2 separate regions of the Mus musculus genome follow, and region 2 is linked to region 1. Evidence: chromatin contacts called from public HiChIP or PLAC-seq data. All regions are on one chromosome and are shown on one strand. The core of a region is the stretch at or near the end of the contact, and the rest is flanking DNA. Distances in the headings are between cores, read along the strand shown. Region 1 overlaps Exoc6 (exocyst complex component 6). Region 2 has its middle 140 kb from the start of Cyp26a1.

What was found. HiChIP or PLAC-seq counts read pairs in DNA pulled down with a chosen protein or histone mark.
Region 2: a contact with region 1 is called in an HNF4G HiChIP or PLAC-seq map of pancreatic cancer cells. The contact joins two enhancer-like sites. A contact is called at or near these places in 3 of 39 promoter capture datasets (Sertoli cells, cranial neural crest and pre-B cells), 1 of 484 Hi-C or Micro-C datasets (nephron progenitors), 2 of 115 datasets of contacts at active chromatin or transcription factors (embryonic fibroblasts and pancreatic cancer cells) and 1 of 9 other capture datasets (embryonic stem cells).

The regions. Positions count from the first base shown.
Region 1 is chr19:37,674,309-37,679,667 of GRCm38.p6, reverse strand. All of the region lies in intron 20 of Exoc6 (exocyst complex component 6), which reads right to left. It overlaps Gm32342 (a long non-coding RNA gene), which reads left to right. Exons shown (of 3, transcript XR_003952929.1): 3 at 1-2,281. Among named protein-coding and RNA genes, the nearest start is that of Cyp26c1, 8.7 kb to the left of the region's middle. Within about 2 kb of position 2,902, at least 11 of the 459 cell types and tissues checked have an H3K27ac peak or open chromatin away from gene starts, as enhancers often do. A contact at or near this core is called in pancreatic cancer cells, where this site is marked.
Region 2 is chr19:37,834,222-37,839,580 of GRCm38.p6, reverse strand. No RefSeq gene overlaps it. Among named protein-coding and RNA genes, the nearest start is that of Cyp26a1, 140 kb to the right of the region's middle. Within about 2 kb of position 2,465, at least 7 of the 459 cell types and tissues checked have an H3K27ac peak or open chromatin away from gene starts, as enhancers often do. A contact at or near this core is called in pancreatic cancer cells, where this site is marked.

The sequences.
Region 1 (5,359 bases), core at 1,653-4,152:
CATTTACGGCTGCTGTCGGTACACGCATTTAATCCTAGCACCTGAGAGGCAGAGGCAAACAGATCTCTTGAGTTCAAGGCCAGCCTGGTCTACAGAGTGAGTTCCAGGGCAACCAGGGATCTCCGAGAAACCTTGTCTCAAAAAATATACAAACAAACAAACAAACAAACAAAAACAAAACACCATTTATGTATTTGTTTAAACATACCCCATTAACAAACAGTCTCTACATGGCTGTCAGAACTGTCTACAGTGGAGAATCCTCTTTCTGGTCTGTGTGATTCCATACATAAATGTGGTCATGCACAGTACCCACGCTACACTGGCTGAAACTAGCAAGTGACCTTTGGGAGATAGGCGAGGAGGGAATCTGTGCGTGAGGCTTTTTCTCTCTAAGGCTGAACCGCCACCTCCAGATGAGAAAGAGGGAACCTATCCACTGAACCAACTCCAACTGTGAAGACACAGGATGCCTCTCCGGCACAGAAAGTCTTTCCTAAGTAGAAATACTTGGCTGATAATTTGTATACATGACCAGACACCACATGCAGATAATCATTGCAAATCACTAGAGATTACAGGAAACATAAAGTTTAATGTTCCTGCCAGACTCTAATCTATATATTTCACATTAACATTAAATACTTTATAAAATATGTGTCACGTAATTTGTAGATATTTATGGAAACCACCTGCATGTTAAAGTTTAAGGAACTCAAACACCAACAACAGATACCTAGATAAAATTTACCTAGCCATTCGACAAACGTTTATGGCCCACCTACAATGAACTATGTTCCATAGCAGGCGCGAGAAGACAGTATTAAAAACTAGACACTGTCCCTCTCCTCAGGAGTGTACATTGCTAAGTGGTGACAAATTAACACAGAAATAAGTTGTATTTTGAAGCTAACATAGAGAAGTAATTTTAAAAAAAATTATCCACACAAATCCTAGTAATTGAGCTCTGTTAATACAGGGGAAGCTACTGTCAGCTTAGCATGTAAAACCGATGGAAACCACAGCCGCCTGGTGCTCTCAGTCTCTGAACACACGGCTGTGCACTGGAGTACCACTTCAGTGTTTATGTCTTAAAGACAATGGCCGTGGCCGTGAGCAGGGAGGAAGAACGGTGACTGCACACCGCATGCTTAAACATCTCCTTTCCATGTACATAAGGATCTTTCAAAGCCACAATGCTGCTGGACTAAGTGGATACAAACCAATCTTGGCCATGCTGGTAACGAACTTTCCTCTGTCTCCTCTCCCAGGCTTTCACTGGGCCATCAGCAGAGGGTGGATTCCCTCAGGATCTCATCAGAGTCCTGGGGGTAAGGACTGAAACCATCTCCCAGGAGGACGAAGCTCTAGCATTCTGGACAGCTGACCAAGGACCCATCCCTAACAATCACCAAGTCCTTTCTTATTTATCTTGTTTTTTTGGTTTTGTTCTTTTGAGACATCTTCTCACTATGTAGCCTTGGCTGGCCCAGAGCGTGCTCTGTCCATCAGGCTCGGCTCAGCAGATCAACCCACCTCTGCTTCCTGAGTGTTGGTATTAAAGGCTTTGCCCCACTATGCCTAGCCTTTTGAAAAATACATCTCTACTGAAATGAAAGGGTAACACAAGACCAGCGCTTTATTCCAGGCCCCACAGGGCTCCACTCAGGCCTTCACCCCACACCCTGCCGTTGCCTTGGGAACCCCCTCTCCTTGGGGACCCCCTCTCCCTGGGGACGCCTTCTCCCTGGAGACCCCCTCTCCTTGGAGACTCCCTCTCCTTGGGGACTCCCTCTCCTTGGGGACCCCCTCTCCCTGGGGACGCCTTCTCCCTGGAGACTCCCTCTCCTTGGGGACCCCCTCTACCTGGGGACGCCCTGTCCTTGGGACCCCCTCTCCTTGGAGACCCCCTCTCCTTGGGGACCCCCCTCTCCCTGGGGACGCCCTCTCCTTGGGACTCCCTCTCCTTGGGGAACCCTCTCCCTGGGGACTCCCTCTCCTTGGGGACTCCCTCTCCTTGGGGACCCCCTCTCCTTGGAGACCCCCTCTCCCTGGGGACGCCCTCTCCCTGGGGATGCCCTCTCCTTGGGACCCCCTCTCCTTGGGACTCCCTCTCCTTGGGAACCCCCTCTCCTTGGGGACTCCCTCTCCTTGGGACCCCCTCTCCTTGGGGACTCCCTCTCCTTGGGGATCCCCTCTCCTTGGGGGGGACTCCCTCTCCAAGCTGTCCGGGTTTCACAGGATGCTGCATTTTTAATATTAAAGCCGCTATTACAGAAAACATCACTCCATTTCAAGTGTTGCTTCCTTCAGATGGCAGTGAACAAACAAAACAATAAATCCTTTAGTCCTATGGGGAGGGGGACAGTAAGACATGGTCTCAACACGTGAATTTATTAGTTACCATGGATACATAGAGTTCAAAGATGTAGCCTGAACATGAACAAAAACAAAGCATCACCACATTATCCAAAAGCAACTCCGCAAATGCTTATTAAAGGATAAAGTAAGGCACATGGTAATAAGGATCAGTATTAAGCTCTGTAAGTGGGTTTGTTCCAATAGCCAAGCAAGATGCTTCTTCAAGTCTTTTGGGAGGTAATCAAGGTATGGATCACATAAAACCAAGGAACAAAATAGCACGTTTCCATTCCATCTCAACCCAGTCTGAAAGACCACTTAAAATTAGCGTCCCTTTTTCAGTAAGGATTCAAAGTTACCCTGGAGAACAACTGTAACACATCAGGTGGAGTCCTGCCAACATCTGTAAGTCTGTTCTACATTTTACTTCCTTGGTGCTTCCTGTGTGTCCACAAACAAAACCATCAGCTTAAGGAATGCCATGGTTGCACAGTGGTCCCATATATATGCTGGAAATAGTTGAATCACTTCAGAATCACTGAGAATTCCTCCATGCTGATCCATCTCACTGGCTGACAGTGTCCCATCCTATGGACTTGTTCAGAATCTGTAGATTCTTGGAGTCTCAAACCTGTGAATCACTCTGTGCAAACAGCACAATGCAGGCAGACTTAAAGCCATTCTATGGAGCCTTTGTAAAACCAAATCCACGGTGCCGGGTCATTTTTCCTTGAATCTGGTTTAGTTTTCTTTGTTTTTGGTCTTTTGGAGTTTGCTTTTGATGCACCTCAGGGGCAGTGACCCAAGACAGAAGATAAATAAGAGTCAAGAGAGAAGCAACTGGGGACACCAGGTTTGCTTTTGTAAATGTGAAGAGTGACCTGGGGGCTCAGGCAGCGTTAGTCCCCCAAGTTCCCTTTTCCAAACACTAAATCCACCTGGGACCTCAGGGTTGCTCTACAAAATCCAAAAGTAAACCAGAAGATCGGTTTTCCTTCGCCTTCAAGACACAAAGCTGACACAAGGTTCCTAGAGCGCTTCAGAGACTTTAACAAGTCCTAAGCCCAAGACAACACTGAGGATGGACACTTGCCCTCCAAACAAATCCCCAGTAATTGGCTACTGGGAATTGAAGAAGAAAGCACTTACTGAGCAAGCCACACTGGGCACCAGACTTTCCTCTTTCTGTGAAAATACCACATTAGGAAAATTCTAGATGAAGCTTAGGAGAGAATTTTAGATAGAGTCACAATAAACTTAGTCAAAATCCACACAAAGGGCTAGTGGTGGGCTTCAATCAATAGAGTGCTGGCCTAGCATGCATGAGGCCTTGGATTCAACCCCCGGCACCTTAGAAACCCTGGCATGGTGGTGGACTTTGTAACCCCAACACATGAACAGGAGAGGCAGGAGTTTAAGCGTACACTACAAAAAAACACTCTGTTTTAAAACACAAAAGTTTTCCTTTTGCTTCCTCTTTGACTTGTCTCCCAAGGTTAACAGCCTTTAAGCTGTCTTTACCCAAGTCTTCTCTATTCAAATGTCCATTTCCCAAGCCTGCTTTCAGCCGTGCCTTCTGCTCCCTTCTGCTCTCCCTCTGTGGGGACTATGGGTGAGCTCAGGGTGCTGTGTGCCGCACTTGTTCACAAGCATCAGCCTTTAAGTCATTCACTGTGGAAGCAAAATATTCTTGAAGCATGTCTCTTCTTCCTCTCTCTCTCTCTTCCTCTCTCTCTCTCCCTTCCTTCCTCCCTCTCTCTCTCCCTTCCTCCCTCCCTCCCTCGCTCCCTTATTCCCTCCCTCCCTTTCTTCCTTCTTTCCTTTCTCCTCTTTTTATTATTTAAATTTTCCTTTCTTCCTTTTTTCTTTATTTATTTGAGCCAAAGTGTCACTATGTAGCCCTGGCTGGACTGGAACTCTATGTAGACCAGGCTGGCCTCAAACTCAGAGACCTACCACCTCTGCCTCCTGAGTGTTAGGATTAAAAGCACATAAGCGGGCTGGTGAGATGGCTCAGTGGGTAAGAGCACCCGACTGCTCTTCCGAAGGTCCAGAGTTCAAATCCCAGCAACCACATGGTGGCTCACAACCATCTGTCAGGAGTGTCTGAAGACAGCTACAGTGTATTTACATATAATAAATAAATAAATCTTTAAAAAAAAAAGCACATAAGCCGCACACCAGGCCTTCCATAAAGTATTTGCAGTGCTAAGCTATGCTGTGTGATGGTGCTAGGCAGCCATTAGGTGGGTTTGGAATTTCAGAGAAAGGCAAATAACGGCAGTGAACACAATCAGATTTATAAACTTCCCATTTGCCAAATTTCTGCGGCTGCTGTGGCTACAGTAGCATGCAGAAACTGCCATGTTAGTATGTTAATTTATTAAAATTAACTTTTTTCCAAAATAACACACAGCAAATAATCAGATGGAGCATATCGTGGGACAGAGTTCACCGCTGTGCCTCTCCACTCTCCGAGGATCAACAGTGTGTGGGTTGTCCTGGTGCTGTTTTTATTCTGACGTTAATTCTGCTTCCTCAAGATCACGTACTCAGGTGATTTCATGTGAACCGTCTCCCTATTTTAACTGGTCAAATGAAGGCTGGAGCCTGTGACTGGGCAGTGGAAGGGAAGGGCGGGACTGAAGGCTTTCGAGAGTGGGGGAAGACAGGGAAGAAAAGGAGACAGAAGAAGAGGAGAGGGAAGGAAGATGGAGCAGAATCAGATGGCCTGGAGCAGCCGCAAGTAGCCAGGGACCTCCTAGCTGGGGAGCAGAGTAGTGTAGTAATAAATCCGCCCAATCTAGGCGTGCAGCTTATAAATATCCTAACTGAGCTGTGTGTTTTTGCACGGACTTATTGGGGTTGGGGATTTACCACAAGACAACACAACACTAACTCCTGTTCAGCTTGGTGGCATTAAGGTGGTTAAGCACCTTTAACCCCAGCACTCGGGAGGCAGAGGCAAAAGGATCTCTGAGTTCGAGGCCAGCCTGAT
Region 2 (5,359 bases), core at 1,216-3,715, 160 kb before region 1:
CATTATATAGATCAAGCTGGCCACAAACTCATAGATATCTGCCTGCCTCTGCCTCCCTAGTGCCTGGGTAAAAGGTGTATGCTACCACACAGGACTAAGAAATGTCATATCAGACCAGAGATGCAGGATGCTCAACAGTCAAACACTGCTTGCACAGGCTTCCATCATCCCTGCCAAAAAGGAAACTTAATAGCATATACCGCTATTCTATGATATGGGTTCCTTTCCAAATCTGTATTGTCTCCACAATGTTCTCTGTCTCTGTCTCTCTGTCTCTGTCTCTGTGTGTGTGTGTGTGCGCGCGCGCGCGCGCGTGTGTATACAAATGTATGTAGATATAAAACACCCAAGTAGACCAGGTGTTGTGGTTCACGCCTTTATTCCCAGCACTCAGAAGGCAGAGGCCAGTGGATCATGAGGTCATGGCTAGCCTGATCTATGTAATGTCTCAAAAACAAATAAATAACAAAACTTGGAAACACACATCACATTTAACTATTATAAAAGCCTTTCTTCCCCTCTTCTTTATTGTGATTTTTTTAAAAGCCACACAGACAAACTATTTTGTAAAATATGCTTCAATTTTGCGCTTGTCTGATTGCTTCTTTGTGACGAGGTTCAAGGAGAACGCTTTGGCAAAGACATGAGAGGGTAGCCTTGTGTCTTTCACAACGCCTTTCCGTCAGGAGGCATAATGTGGTCAGTTTGTCTCATTGTAGGCGACATGTGAGTTTGATCATTTGACACAACATTATTTTTCCATTTTAATATGGACTTCAGCAGGATGCTATTTTGAGGCCACGTAACTACCCTGTTCCCTAGTGGTTTTAGCCAGCGCCTTCACCCCTACAGCTTTACTGTCGAAATGGTTGGAAAATAACTCTTTTCTAATGGCAGTATTTTTTTCAACTACTTGATGGTGCTCTTCCGTTGAGAAGGGATTTCACATCTCGCTTCGTATCTGATTATTGTTATTTGGGGATCTTATTAAACTTTTAAAATATTCTGCCCCCCCCCATATCATTATTTCTCTCAGTATTCTTCCTTCATCCTTTTTTGGAAACAGGGTCTCATATATCCCTGTCTGGCCTGAAACTCTCAATCCCGGTGCCTGAATGCTGAGATTACAGTTATGCCCCGCTGCATAGAGTGCTGGAGATAGAACGTGGGGCTTCAGGCTCACTAGGCAAGCAGTCTAGCACCTGAGCCTCTCTCGGAGCCTTCGCCATTCTTTGTGCTTTCAGGGTTAACCAGTGTGAGTGGTTCAAGGTGGCTCCTTGTGAGTGGTTCAAGTGGTTCAAGGTGGCTCCTTGTGAGAGATGTCTTTTGACATCTTATCAGGTTTGAGTGCTGTTTACTTTGAATACAGCAACATTGCAGCCTCGCCTTGTGTTTTCCCTTTCCCAGCCCCAGACTTAGTCATCACTTTTCCAGAGGCTTCTGGTTCTGCGCAGGGCTTATCATCACTTGCCCGTCATTGGCTTTGATGTGAGCAGAACTGGGAAATACAAGTCTATTTTTAGAGGTTGCATTTCCACTCATATTGCTAATTCCCATCAGATGTCCCAGTTCTCCTCTCTTCCCATTCCATTCCCACACCTTCTCCCACAATAAAACCCAAGGTTCTCCAGGCACCAATCTGTGTACTCATTGGGTATGGTATGCACAAAATCATTTGGGAAGAACTTCACCACAATCACCTTCTACCACAAGACCTAAAGAAAGCAAAGGTTCCTGCAGTTTGGTAGCACTTCTCCCACAGGGTGGGCAGTTAGTGACTGTCTTCGGGGTCTTCTTGGATTGGTTCTTTCTTCTCTGCATTCACACAATATAACTTTGATCTACTGTTGAGTTTGAATATTTATATTATTGAGGACAAGTTCAAGGTCATAGGTTGTCTCTCTCAGAACCTGGAGGATAAAAACATGTGTGGTTAACTCAATGTGAACCCATGCGTTTGGTCACTGATGGAGCTGTGGAGCCCACTGGGGAGATGAACCAGGCCTTCTCCTCTGTCACATGATAATGGAAAATGAACACACATAGCACAGTCCTGCAGAGCCTAAGCCAAGCAAAGTGTCCAGCTCTGACCTTCAGAGGTCAAAGTTTGTCTTGTTATTTTAGAGCTTCCAACAGAGAAGAAAAGGGGGCCAAGAGAGGGACTGACATGAAGGAGAGAAAGGAAAGGCAGCTGGAGACAATAGCATCTGGCATACAGGCTTGTGATGCCCTGTGAGGCCCATACTGCCTCAGCCCGGTCTAGCCTCTCTCTCAGTTCCCTTTGCAAAGCAGGCAAGTTGGAATGGGAGAGGAAACCCTGCTGTCTAGGCGTGTTAAACAGCTGGGAGCCGCTTAGAGACTTCAGGTGCTCTACCATACCCAACACTGACCAGGTCTCTCTTCCAACCAGCCCTGGCCAGAGAGATCTCAGCAGCCCCTCCCTTGTGGGCACGGGGTGGATTCCCTGTTACCTAGGTGCCACAGGGTGGTGCTGGCGTCCTTGTGTCAGCAGGATAAGAGTGAAGAAGGTAAGATTCTCCTGAATGAGAGGCAGCTCTAGTAAGGAGCCTTCACTGTCACGACCCTGACTTGGGCAGGAGCTAAGAGCCAAGTCTCCTCACTCTGGGATCTGGTTTTTTGTTTTTGTTTTTTTGCTGCCAGGGCATAAAACAAAGCTAGAACATCCCAAAGGTGAGTTGGTTAGGAGAAAGCCTGGGTGAGGATGAAGAGATGGATCCAGATGCACGAGTCTCATCTTGGTACCACCTTCCCACCAACAGCTTGCCAATGGAAGCCTGTCTGCCCTCTGCATGAGCTGAGGGACTGACTGCTGGCCTGTGGGACAGCTCTTCCCTCTGCCTCCTACACCCACACCTCGCTCTACTTTTCTGAAACAATTAACTCGTATTTCCCTAAAGCAGAATTTCCAGTGCAATTTAAAATGTGATGTCTCTAAATTTGGAGCTGATGGGTAATTAAATTAAAACTAATAATAATTTAAAAAAAGACACGAAGTTGGGGTGGGTAAGGGAGCAGAGGTGGAGGAGTTCAGGGGGTTAATATGATTAAAGTATTTTTATATGGGATTTCCTAGAGATTAATAAAATACGTATTCATAAATAAATTTTTAAAATTAAAAAGAAATGGTAAGGTATGACCCCTCCAAGAGAAATGTTAAATCTCCATAGCAAATCTTCAGGTGTAGCCATTAGCACAACAATAGATTCAGGCAGCCTTCCCCTGACTTTATATTCAAGACCGGGGACTTCGGGACCTTGGTACTGAAGACCTTGGCACAGAAGCCTGGCTCAGAATGGAGAAGCAAGAGTTTAGAGACGCTGAAGGGTTCTCCTCTCCTAATTAATTTGCTCTTTTGAGCTATCATAGAACGTTTGAGCCTGAGTAAAATCAGATACACCATAATATTTCTTTCAATAACAACCTGGCCAAAAAAAAAAACCCAAAAAACTCTCAAAATTCAAATCACCTCAGACAACAACAGTGTCAAAATGGAACATGGCCAGGGTCCAGGCAAAGTTAACAGTAACACATCTCTTCCTCCACTCACGTTTTGCTCTGTCTTTCATTATCGACAAGATCCTCTTAAGGAAACATGAAAGAAGATGGCTGAACAGAAGCATGGAAGCTGAAGACTCAGGCCAGAATGGAACAATCGCTAGCGTCTATTTCAGTGTTTCTCAACCTGTGGGTCTCGATCCCTCTAGGCTCAACACCCAAGGGTCTTGGCAAACAGATATTTATTATATGTAAGTACACTGTAGCTGTCTTCAGACACCCCAGAAGAGGGCATCAGATCTCATTACAGATGGTTGTGAGCCATCATGTGGTTTCTGGGATTTGAACTCATGACCTTCAGAAGAGCAGTCGGCACTCTTAACTGCTGAGCCATCTCTCCAGCCCAAACAGATATTTATATTACAATTCATAACAGTGGCAAAATTACAGTCATGAAGTAGCAACAAAAATGACTCTATGGCCGGGGGATCACTACAACATGAAGAGTTGTATTAAAAATTCGCAGCACTAGGAAAGTTGAGAACCACTGTTAGGTTGCTTTGGTTATCTTAACGGTGACCAAGAGTCCTAGAGAGCCACAGGTGCTAGAAAGTATGAAAGGAAGAGTGTCTTTAGAAGTGCTATCTTTTGGAATATGTCAAACTGAGAGACTAAGCAGACAGGTTTACTAATGGGGAAACCAGCCCTGAGGGGGAAAAAAATATCTGTATTAAAGGATGTAGGGAGAGTCACTCAAAAGTTCAAAGAAATCCAAGCAAAGGAAAGAAAAAAGAAAAACCCAACAATAATTAGTTCCAGGAAACTGAAAATTAATACACGAAAATAAATATCATGATAGTGCACCATTTGGCTCAACATGAGACAAAAATTAACTGTGTTTTGATATTTTAATACTATAAACTTGTTAGCGTAAACTTAACTGCGTTCAATTAGTATTTTGATAGAAAGTTACTTTGAAAGCTTTTAGCGACTTTAGAACTTCTCCAATATGTTAAAGTAGTTGGGGTCTGAGTTCAGAGCGACTTTTGGCAGAGTTGTATCGTGATCTCCTGTGATTCGTTCTCCAACCGCCTTCCTTCAAAGGCTTCCAATTCAGAGTAGGCAGTAGAAACACCCAAGTCATCACATCTTCGGGTTCAAGTACATCAGGAGTATTGGCAGGCTGTGTTGTCACCTCTCAAGGCAACCTAGAATAGTGGACAGGGTTTTAGTCCAGGCCATGCCATCATCGAGTTGAGGGCCTGCAGATCTTTTCAGCTGAGGTGGCCGTCCAACCCCTTTCAGTTTAAGATAACTTTAAGATGACTTGCCATCCTGAATTGGAAGGATCAGGGCCCTTAGGGCCTGAGCAGTGACCAAAGGACATTTCCTAGGGGATCATCCCTAGACAGACTGTGCATGTCTATGACTACCACTATTACTTTATTTCATGGGCATTGCTGTTTCGCCTACATGATGTGTGAAGGTGTCAGACGCCCTGGAACGGGGAGTTCCAGACAGGTGTGAGCTGCCATGGGGATGCTAGGAATTGAGCCTGGGTCCTAATCTTGTGACTCTTTATGCCTCATGTTGTGATGATCCCCAACTATAAAATTATTTTTGTTGCTACCTCATTAACTGTAACTTTGCTACTGTTATAATCATAGTGCAAATATCTGTTTTCCAGTGGCAACCTGATCTCATTTGGGGGGGGGGAACCTTTGAGAAAAGATCATCCCCTCCCAAGGGGTCGCGACCCACACGTTGAGAACCCCTGTTCTAACTGCCCTCAGTGGTGGAGACAGTCTTCAGGTAAGAAAAACACTGCTTTGAAGGTGGAGCA